2 separate regions of the Oryctolagus cuniculus genome follow, and region 1 is linked to region 2. A link is a contact called in public Hi-C data. All regions are on one chromosome and are shown on one strand. Each heading gives the region's core, a stretch centred on a gene start, on an enhancer-like site or on the middle of the called end of the contact. The rest is flanking DNA. Distances are from core to core; before and after follow the strand shown.

Evidence for each region. A called contact is a pair of places that touch in the nucleus more often than the background predicts.
Region 1: a Hi-C map of an unstated tissue shows a contact between it and region 2, with 4 times the contacts expected there. The contact joins the promoter of STS here to the promoter of VPS26B in region 2. A contact is called at or near these places in 2 of 6 Hi-C or Micro-C datasets (ear pinna and an unstated tissue).

What each region holds. Positions count from the first base shown.
Region 1 is chr1:130,714,084-130,719,919 of mOryCun1.1, reverse strand. It overlaps STS (steroid sulfatase), which reads right to left and starts at 2,511. Exons shown (of 10, transcript XM_008249263.4): 1 at 2,255-2,511. The coding sequence starts at 2,424.
Region 2 is chr1:128,402,537-128,408,246 of mOryCun1.1, reverse strand. It overlaps VPS26B (VPS26 retromer complex component B), which reads right to left and starts at 2,275. Exons shown (of 6, transcript XM_002721557.4): 1 at 1,692-2,275. The coding sequence starts at 1,914. It overlaps NCAPD3 (non-SMC condensin II complex subunit D3), which reads left to right and starts at 2,460. Exons shown (of 34, transcript XM_051834481.2): 1 at 2,460-3,088. The coding sequence starts at 3,025. It overlaps JAM3 (junctional adhesion molecule 3), which reads right to left. Exons shown (of 10, transcript XM_070048397.1): 10 at 5,101-5,253. The coding sequence ends at 5,116.

The sequences.
Region 1 (5,836 bases), core at 1,262-3,761, 2.3 Mb before region 2:
GCCCCGTGGCACACATAATTAAGCTGTCAATCATCAGAGGACTTCCTGTACAGGGTCATGGAGGGGACAGGGAGCTCCTGGGGGCCCTGTGCACCTGCAGGAAACCCGGATGGAGATCCTGGTGCAGGCTCAGGCCCTCGTGCACCTGCTGATCACCCGGATGAGCTCCTAGGGGCCCCATGCACCTGCTGGAGACCAGGATGGAGCTCCTGGTGCAGGCTCGGGCCCCGTGTACCTGCTGGAGTCCCGTATGGAGCTCCTGGTGCAGGCTCGGGTCCCGTGCACCTGCTGGAGACCCGGATGGAGCTCCTGGTGTAGGCTTGGGCCCCGTGAACCCACTGGATACCCGGATGGAGCTCCTGGTGCAGGCTTGGGCTCCGTGCACCTGCTGGAGACCCGGATGGAGCTCCTGGTGCAGGCTCGGGCTTCCTGCACCTGCTGGAGACCTGGATGGAACTCCTGGTGCAGGCTCAGGGCCGTGTGTAATCCTCCCTGGGCTCTGTGTGTCCTTAACGTTCCATCCGGAGGTCAAGGCCCCTGAGCCGCACAAACAACAGCCGCGAGGAATTTGTTCCCTGTGTCAACACCCGGGGTTGTGCAAGGCCAGCATCACCAGTGTGGGCGGTAGATTCTGGCAAAGGATGAGGCAATCACTGAGCACAAATCCATGGGCCTTGGTTATTGTTTGGAAATTTGTAATACTGGAGAGGTGGAGACACCTGTCCATCACCCCGGAAAGCCTGTCAATCACTTATCAGAAACCTGGCAGTCACTCCATAAAATTTTTTAATTCGTGAAGACTGTTTAATCATTAAAAATGCTCTTTGGCCATAAAAATACCTTTTCTGACAGAAACGTACCCATGTTTCTGTCAGAAAATTTTCTGTCAGAAATTCGAATTTCCGAGTACAGAAATGGGGAATGGGAATTCTGGGAATTCTAGAAGCAGCGGCTTGTCCCTGTGCTGCCCGCTGTCCATCAATGTTGCCAGGATCCATGATGGGCGGATCCAATATGGCTGCCACTCCTGTCAGAACTTGAAGCTGCCAGCATCCAACATGGCTGCCACTCCCGTTAATACGAGAAATTGCCAGACTCCAACATGGCTGCCACTCCTGTCAGAAGAAGAAATCGCTAGGATCCAAGATGGCTACTTTTCCTGTTAAAAGAAATTGGTATCGAACTTGGCTGCCGCTCCTGTCAGAAAAAAAGAATAAAAAAGCCACAATCCAATATGGCTGCCGTTCCTGTCAGAAAAAAATTTGCCAGAAACCAATATGGCCGCCGTGCACATAAGAACGAGAAATTGACAGAAGCCAATATGGCTACCGCTCCTGTCACAAGGAGAAATTGCCAGGTTCCAACATGGCTGCCCGTCCCGTCAGAATGAGAAATTCCCAGCATCCAACATGGCTTTCGGGGCCGTCACGACGAGAAATTGCCAGAATCCAACATGGCTGCCACTCCTGTCAGATGACATTGGAATCCAATATGGCTACCGTTTCTGTGAGAAAGAGAAATTGCCAGCAACCAATATAGCTGCTGCTCCTATCACTGCCAGATTCCAACATGGCTGCCGCCCCCGTCAGAAGTCGGAATAAGCACTGGAGGCACACACTGGGGTGACTCCGCCCTCGCAGCACGAACGGCACCCAGGGGAAGTGGGGCCTCCAGAAAGTGTTGGCGTTGTGATCTGAAGCCGTGCATAAATCATGAAGGGGGAAACAATTACGTCGGGCCTCTATTATGGGATGTTAACAAACACTTGTATGATGGGTTGGCTAACCCGCCAGGGCGCTGACAGAGACGCCGCAGTACGCATGCGCCGGCCCCGCGCCTGTCAATCACTAGAGCCAGAGCCGCCCAGTTCCCCCATCAGGACCACAGTGGCATTTGCTGAGGTAACTGATCAGCGGCTGAACGCGAGCGCGCTTGCGCGGGGTTGCCTAGCAACGAGAAGGCCGAAGCACGCGTGCGCAAAGTCCCAAGCGGGCACAAACGCGGCTACGCGGGTTGCCTAGCGACGGGGAGAAAGCCGGACGGCGCGTGCGCCAAGTCCCAGCGCCTCGGAACGCCGAATGCCTAGCAACGGAGCAATGAAGAAAATGCCTGTTCGTGCTTGCGCTATGCCTGTCTCCGCCCTTGGGTGCGGCTGTCTCCAGTGCGCATGCTTAAGGCCTCCGGGGCGCTTCTTTTACTAACCCCAGCGCCCCCCAACATGGCGGCACCCGGGATCGCGCGACCTGTCACTCACCTCCTCTTCGACCTCGGCAGACTCCCTAATGGGTGCGTAGACAACCCGGACGGAGGCGCACGGGAGGGGCGCGGGACTCCGCGTGCAGAGGGGACGGGTCTCCTCATAGCAGGGACCCTCGCTGCGGCTCGGCGACCCCCGAATCGAACCCAGAGCGCAGCCAGCTGCATCTACGCGGCCCCCAGCGGGCGGCTTCCGGTCCGCCGGACGCGTGCACGGGAGGCGCGCTCCCCGGAGACCACCCCGGGCGGGCCCTGGACTCCCCGCCCCGAGCCCGAAGGCGCCAACCCGGAAATTTCCCATGCTCCTGGTTTTTTCACAGGGTCCCTGAATTTTCCCACGGTTCTTGATTTTTCCACGGTCCCGCCCGTCAGCCTCGGGGTCGCATCTGGGAAATGGCCTTGAACTGGGGTGGCTAGGGTCCGGTCCCATGCACCTGCTGGAGACCAGGATGAGCTCCTGGTGCAGGTTCGGGCTCCGTGCACCTGCTGGAGACCCGGATGGAGCTCCTGGTGCAGGCTCATGGCCCTGTGCACCTGCTGGAGACCTGGATGGAGCTCCTGGTGAAAGCTCGGGGTTCCTGTGCACCTGCTAGAGACCCGGATGAAGCTCCTAGGAGAGCCCGATGGAGCTTCTGGCGGGCCCTGTGCACCTGCTGGAGACCTGGATGGACCTCTGTTGCAGGCTCCGGTGCTTGGATGGGAGCTGAGGATGTGAGGGGCAGGGCAGCTGGCACCGGGAGCCGCGCAGATCCTCGCAGATGTCCTTGGGCTGCTGGGGTTAGGGACCAGGGCTGCAGCGTTAGAGCCGGGGGGGGGGGCGGCTGATTGACCTGCTCCCCTGGGCCAGACTCATGCCGAGTGCACCCAAAACGTTCTACAAGTTCTATGGATAGCCTTGGCTGGCCGGAAGTAAGATGTCTGGGAGCCAGTAGTGATGGTGTGGCTCCTCCTAGTGGGGTCCGGAAGCCGGAAGTGGGGGGTCCCAAGAGGTTCAGGAAGCCAGAAGTGGAGGTCATGGCTGGCGCCACGCTGGATCTCGGCTCCTCCCCTTCAGAGAACATTTTTTAAAGATTTTATTTATTTGAGAGGTATAGTTACAGAGAGTGATAGAAAGAGGTCTTCCTTCCTCTGGTTCACTCCTCAAATGGCCACAACAGCCAGAGCTGAGAAGATCCAAAGCCAGGAGTCAAGCGCTTGTCCTGGGTCTCCCACATGCGTGCCAGGGCCTGAGCACTGGGGTCATATTCTAATGCTTTCCCAGTCCACAGGAAGACAGATGGATCAGAAAAGGAGCAGCCAGGATGTGAACCAGTGTCCATATGGAATGCTGGTGCTGCAGGCAGAGCCTTAGCCTTCTACGCCTCAGCACCAGTCCCCAGAGATCACTGAATTTATAGCTGTCATCTTTATGGTAGTGTAAGATCTGAGGATTATTTAGAAGTATTTTTGAATCCTTTAAGGAGATATTTCCTGTGATTGCCATTGAATCTAACAAATATAAGTGTTCAATAAGTGGGCACCAAATGAATTAATTTACCAATTTTAGTTGGTACAGAAAGAATTTATAACAATAATTATACTCTAAGTATAAACAAAAGATACCTTCTTGAGAAATCTATGGTATGATCTATGTACTGTTGCCTTTATAGTATTACAGTGAATCTATTCATATAGCCCAAATGTCAGTTGGGATAAATTCTGCTATGACAGATCATTTTTACTTTGTGTACACTTGGTTTCACGCTAACAAAACAGGGTTGTTAAGTCATAACAGAAATTACATAACCCACAAGCCTTATAGACTCCTTATACAGAAGTATTCCCAATTCCTGGTTTGCTCCATCAATACAATGAAATGTGAGTTTGTACAAATTAATCTATTATGTTACAACCCACAGTGGCTTTGAGATTGTGAAAACTCTCATCACTAAGTTTTTTCAGTGGCTGATTTACCATTCCTCACTAAGGAAGTGACTGATGTATTAGTCCACATATCTTACAACTGGACTTTGGAAAAGCAGAAGTCAATCTAGTGTGCAACCATAGCTCCCAACATATACATATTTGCCTCTATTATGTAGCAATACTTTCCTATTATCAGAAGTGGGGAACATATGGCCCACTGGCTCTATGAGGCCTTGGAAATCATTTGGTAAAACATTAGGCAACCACAGACAGAACTCAAAATTCAATAAATCAATAATCTAAAACAGGCTAATTTTAAGTTAATAAAGTTGTTTGGCCTGTGATAAGATTATAAATACCCAGAAACCCATGTCAGGAAAATGCTTCTTTTCACCACCCATTACATGTTCAGAGTCTTTTACTTTTGCCAGGATAAAGGCGTTTCTTGCCAGTAAGTCTTTTGAGACAAAAGGGAGCTCAAAGTGACATGGCAGCAGCCATACATTAAAATTCATTGAACTCCTACATCCGTCCCTGTAGGAGCATTCCTACATTGGGATTGAGAACATCTAGGCCACATAAATTAAAATTCTGGAGAGCAGAACAAAAATGCCATGTAAGAATGATGATGATAAGCTGATACGCCTTCATGCATTCTGATTTCATGGACCAATTCCTTCTACATAATAACCTGTCAGTACCTTGAAAATCCATTAATTTCAAAGATGTAGAGTGACCCACATGATGATGCCACCTTTCAGTCTCACAGAACCATTTCATCTGAATTCATGTCGATGCTCTATTAGGATGACAAATTCTGGATGGTGTCATGTATGATAGAAAGAGTGGATGCCATTATTTAGTCACCTGCCTCATGTTAGTTGAAGTACAATGAGATTTATATTCCTAGGAAATTGTATGCATAACCTCATTGTATTTATAATCTCATGTCTGGGAAACAAAACTCAGTGATTCTTCAAATAGTAGTGATGACTGAGGAACTGCAAGAAGACAGGGCAAACTTTGATTTAATATATATATACAGAGATTCCAATCAAATCGATCAGTTTTCATCAACTACCTTGATGGTCACCTCATGAAATTGTGAAGCATAGCATCAGTGTTAGTCTCTTTGGTTGGCAGATTGTCTAAACAGCAGTGGCAGCACCTGGGTCGTCCTTATTGAAAGTTAGCCTATGCTAATAAATCTATGTTTAATAAGTCTATGATCACTTTCCATTTGAGCCACCATGGTCACTGTGTTTTTGTGTCCCCTGTGTAATAAATGGGACTGGGTAGTGGTAGAGGCCTGTTGAAACCAATGGCTCACCTCACTCTGTCTACATGGGTGCTTACTGTTTCTTCTTTCATAGTTGCTATCTAGTCATTATTAGGAAGCACTATAAAGACCACACATTATAGCCACTCTGATATGCACATTTCATGTATTCTTCTCAAAAATCCATGGTACAAATCTACGGTTTTCAATCTTCTAATCAACCATAGAAACTATAATTATCAATGTTTCTGATCATATTTTCTCCATGTATTAGATCAGGTATAATACTCAGAGATTTAAAATAGTTTGAGCAGTAAAAAATATGCTACGTCTTGAATGCCTACCTACTGTCAGTCTTCTTTCTCAGTAGCAACTCTGGTACAACTCAATAAGGAG
Region 2 (5,710 bases), core at 1,026-3,525:
TCTCACCAGGCAATTTTATTAGTCTCGCTGTACAGCTAAGACAGCTGAGATCCAGAGAGGGGCCTAACTTTCCCAGAGTCCCGTGGTCAGCTCGGCCCACAGTGCCCAGGAAGAGTTCTTAGTGGGATGACGTCTGAAGGTTAAGAAGTCGGAAGGGAAGCCAGGAGGAGCAGTCACAGCCAGCAGCCTCCCGTTTACACCAGGGGGACACTGACACCATTCCTCCAGCAGTTCATTTCCTGCTGTTGGGGGTAGGAGCCATTCTGGGTTATCTTCCACACAGGGGCACTGTACCAGCACCTCGGAGTGATGGTGTAGACACATACCAAACACTCCTGTGTACATTGGCATTATGAAGCCAAACAAGGGATGCAATAACTTTAAAACTACTCAGAAATGCCATTTCCTGGTAGGCAAGAACTTCTCAACCACTTTGTACGGTCATCCCTAGCAGAAAATGCCCGGAGTTCCTCCTGTCTGCTGGTGGAGTGCTGGGGATGGGGTGTATCTCAAGATGCTTCTGTGGTCACAGGAGGGGTCCTCCTGTTACCTGGTGGGGAGGCTGGCCATGCTGCTACCATCTGATGCAGAAGCACGTCTGGCTAAGAAGCCCTGGGGTCCAGCGAGCAGGAGGCCAGAGACCACTCCTCAGCCCCTTTGCCAGGACAGGAGTGGGCCTCTCACATTCTGGTTGCACAAAGAACAATAAAGGACCCCACAGGACTAGCTCCGTCTTCAGCCTGATTTCAGCTGGCTTCAGTAAGCAGAGGCAGTGTGGGCTGCAGAGTTGGGCCACCAGGACCCCTTCACCTCGGCTTCCCCTGCCTACGTTGCAGTGTGTCCTGCCTTAGTGAAACGGGAGACCCGATTCTGTGCTGCAGGCTCAGGGTGCCAGCGACTTTCCCAGTCTTTAAACACATCGGTGCACGTGCAAGGCAGGGTGTTCTCTGCCAGGGGTGTTTGCAGCCCATGGAGGATTTACCGGGCAAATTCCTTCCAACTGAATGGCAGAAAGGGTCTATTTTAGAAGCACCTGAGTGTTTTAATACCAGGCACCCCGGCCTTGATGGGCAGGCAGCTCTGCCAACCGCCTTTTAGCTGTTACTGCCTTTGGCTGCCTCCTAACGATGGATGCTCACTGCCTGAAGAGGCCGCGGGCGTTCAGATGTGGGCTCCGTTCATTGTCGTTCTAGAAACATTGTTTCTCCGTCTTTACGGATAAAACCAGTCCAGCGGAAAACTAACAGGAAAGTCTGAGAAACGCGGGCGAGGCAGGTAGGCAGGCCGGCGGAGGCTGCGGATTCCAGGTTTTTCTCGGCCACGTGCAAGGCTAGGGAGCTCGGGCCCGAGCTGAGCCAACAGGGCACGCATGGGCCCGCGCCCACACCACGTCGCTAGAGAACAGGGCGCGGCGGAGCCCGGCTGCACTAAGGGTCTCCCTGCTGCGGGCAGCATGCTCGCCCTACACACCCACCTGCAGGCTCCGCGCCAGCACCTGCCTGCGAAATCCCGGGGTCAGCGGCCATGTGCCAGGGGCTGGGCTGGCACCAGCAGCGAGCGAGCTCGGGGCGCTCGGTCCCCAGCCCCGGCGGCGCGCTGTCACCCCGCGGGGAGGCCCGGCCGCGCGGGAGGCCGAAGCCCAGGCCCCGGGGCTGCCCTGCGTGAGGGTCGGGGGCAGGCCGGCCACTCACCGATCTGCCCGATGAACTCGATCTTGATGCCCTGGTGCTCCAGCCGCTTGTTGGGGTTCTTGAGCGCGAGGCTCACCTTGCCGGAGACGGTCTCGCCGTCGTAGAAGAGGAAATATTTCTCCTTCTTCCCATCCTCCGTCTTGTGCTCGGCGCGCTTGCGACTCTCCGCATCGTTCAGCAGGATGTCCACCTCCACGCTCTGCCCGAAGCCGAAGAAGCTCATCTCCCCGCGGGGGGCCGCGCCGGGCTCGGCGAGGACCGCTCCTGCGTCCGGGGCGCGCGCTGCCCTAGGGGTGAGCAGGCCAGAGGGCCGCGGCCTGGCTGCGCGGCTCCGGCTCGGCGGTGGGCGACGGCCAGCTGCCCGGCTGCCCGGGGGAGGCAGCGACTGCGGGCTGCAGCGCCCGAGCAGCGGAGCACCGAGGCGCCGCGCAGCGCGCACACCAGCCCCGAGCCAGCCCGAGCGACGGCGCCGGGGAGCGGGCGAGGGTCTGCCGTGCAGCCCCCGGGAGGGCAGCCCCCGCAGAGCCCGGCGTGCGCGGCCTGCCGCCCACCGGGTGGGGTCTGGCGCCGAGCAGCGCAGCCAGCCGCCCAACCTCCAGCGGTGCAACCCACCGAAGTGCCTCGGCGGCTTCGGGCGGGGGAGGGGGAGGGCAGCTCCAGCCCGGATGCGCTGGAGAAGCTGCGCGCATGCGCGCACGCCTCTCCCTCGCTGCGGCCTCCAGGCCGCCAGGCGGTGTGCTCACTGCGCATGTGCGACAAAAGGAGGCCGGCCTTTCCCTTCCTTGACATGGCAGCCAAGGCCTCATTCCAGTTAAGTTAGGGCCCAGCCGAGCTACGAAATCAGAACTGCAGCTGTCCTCTCGAAATGTTTTTGGTTCTTTTTCCATTGTCGTTTTAACTCTATAAACGTTGGGCTACCGTCCACATTCAGATAAGCTTACGGAGCAAAGCGCCCTTTGACACGCACGCGAAATACCACTTGACAGAGCGCAAGGGTGATAGTTATTACAGAAAGCACCCTGTTCCAAATTCTCGTGACAGGGACTCTTATGGAAAATGAGGCAGGAAGGACGAAGTAAGCTTTCCCCTAGTTCCGGGTCCTTACTTTAACGGGCTTAAAAAAAAAAAAAAGCCGCGTCCGCAGCCCGCCCCTTCTTTTGCGCATGCGGCTGACGACCCAGCTGAGTGGTGACGCCTGCGAGAACGACTCGGCGCGCTGATTGGTCGCGGGAAATTTCGTGCGTTGTGATTGGCCCGCAGGAACGTCTCGGAGCGCGCGCGGGAGCGAGCTTTGAAAGTTGAGCCCCGCGGAGGCGCGCGGCGCCTGGGGATCATGGAGGCGCTGCGGGGCCTGGAGAGCGGCCTGCAGCCGTGGTGCCCGGTGGATCTCAGCCTCGGTGAGCAGACGCAGGCGCGCGTCCCGGGGGCAGGGCCGGGGAGGCGGCTCGGGGCCCTCGGTGTTGTCTGGGTTTCCTGGGGTCGTGCCACCTCAGGACCGTGGCCTGCCGGGTTTACCTCAGGAACTGTCAAGTGACCGTACCTCGAGCCTAAAACCCGGCTGGGCGAGGACAAAGAAGGATCGCATTGATTCGAGTCTAGTTAGGAGTGCAGTCTGGGGGAAAAAAAAAATGACGCAACCTTGAAGAGGTGTCCGAGGTGTTGTAAAATGGTGACCCTATTTGAAGCTTAAAATCGCGTTTTCAAAGATAAGCAACGAGGTAGGGCATGTGCGTGTGTTGGGAACTTCCCGTTTTGGCGAATGCGGTTTTGAGTCTCCCGGAGTTATTTGGGTCCGTTTAGCGTGCAGGTATCTGCGGGCAGCTTGCTTTGAGCTTGCTCAGCCTCAGTTTCTTCATCTGTCAAACGGGGGTTATAATGTCTACCTCATGAAGTTACAGGGGTGAACCCAGAACCTGGCACGTAATCCTTGGTGGATAAATACTCAGTTCAAACTCAGTGCCGTATTTATTTTGTTCCTTTTTCAGCACTGTGCATGTCCTGCTGTACTCTGTCATGCTGTGCTCCCCACCTGGGATGCACGTTTCTGCACTTCTTTCCCCAGGCAAACACTCGATTTCTGATTCGGTTGAAGAATCATCCTCCCCGTCTCTATTCCTTCTGCTGTAGTACTGGTATTTCCTACTGTACCGTCTCTTATTTTACAGCTTGCATTCTATGTCTGTTACGAATTTCACATTCATCCATTGACAAATAATACTCATAGCTCTCACTTATTGGGTGTCTTACACATTATTTTTGTCAAGAGTCTTGTAATACCTGTGATGAAGGAGAGGCGCATACTCAGAGTATATTAGTCTTACTCTGTCTGACTCAAATTTGCTGGTCTTTTTTCTATCATAACCCTAGTTTCTTATTGTAAGTGTTAGATGGTGAGATCTTGATGGACAAGAATCTTCTAGTATTCACTTTTGTATCCCTAGAACTTAACACAGTCTTCTTAATGATTGTTGACTGACTAATTCACTTCTTCCATCCTAAGTGAGGTGGGTAGAGCAGGAGTTATCTCCATTTGACAGTTGGGAAAATAGGTAGTGAGGATTAAGTGATTTGATGGAAGTCTAAAGCCATGTAAAAGTAGGGTCAGTAACAGAGTGCCAGGTCTATTCTTTATGCATTTGGACCATTGTTGTGATCCAGTAATGAGATCAGAAGTACTGATGTGGGTTTTAAAATGTGTATATGAACCAAGCAGAAAACTATGAAAGACCGAGGCGGGAAAACACGCAGAGACACTTTTTTTGTGGGGGGGGAGGGAGGAACATATTTGTGGTGTTTTAGTAGAGTGACTAGGAAACTGAGTGAATGAGTCATTAACTAAAGCATGTTAAATTCAAGTCCTTGGGAAGATTTCTTCTAAGCTGGAATGTCTAGTATCCACTCATCCTGTAGTGCTTTTCTCATTGATTCCCAGACCTACCATCATTCTTCATTCGAGTCCCTTTTTAAAGATTATTCTTGAATCGAGACCCTCCTGTTAACATCTTCTGCTTGGAATATGTGCAGCTGTCCCTAGGATTTCATGGACCTTAGAAATTACACATTATGGGCTTCTCTCTTGTCACTTGTGTAAATACAGATAAAATTGATAGAAAGACTGAAAAAAGTGGGGAAATTGTCAGAACCTGGTGGAAATGAGTCTCTTGAGAACCTGGAGGGTGGATTTGTAGGAGAAAGGTCTTATTTTACCCAATTGCTGTTTGGCCACAGCAGGTAGAATGTCTTTACCTTTTGGGTCTGTTCTAGCATCTCCTTTTGCAGGATTAATAGACTTTTTTCTCCTATGCATCCTTGGGATGAACCTAAGGAACAGCAGAACCTCATCTTTGTTTTGTCCCTCAATACCAAAATTGCTTCTCTTCCAAGATTTTCCCTCTCTTACCTTAATCCTTGGTTTCATATGACTTTATTTACTCCCATGAGATGCTAAACATTGTACATGGTTAATCTGTTGTCCCCAAACTATCTTCTCGTTGAACACTTGTGACGGTGAACTAGGCCAAGATGGTCTGCTGTTAAAATCTTTGCAGTTTTTTTCTGTTCCCTGAAAGAAAGAAACAAACAAAAAAAGTCAGTGTATAGAATTTATCACTTTTAAGTTGTGTTTTACAAGTATTAAGTCTGTGAAGAGTGAAACAGAAGTGGCCATTTCCCCCCTTTCCTTCTTTTCTGCTGGCTGCCTTCATCTTGACGTCTTGCCATTCATTACATAATAGGTCTTCCCATTAGAACACTTGATAGGCATTATTACCTACATCTTATAAGTGAGGTTGTAGAGGCTCAAGAGTGTCACCAATGAAGTGACTCAAATCATACTGATGATTTTAGGAGGACTAGAAATTAGGGCTAGCTAATGCCTTCCAATGGAGGTTGATACTGGGGGCTGGTGCTGTGGCATGATAAGCTAAGCATCCACCTGCAGCACCAGTATTCCATATGGACACTAGTTTGAGTCCTGGCTGCTTCACTTCCAATCCAGCATCCCTGCTGATGGCCTGGGA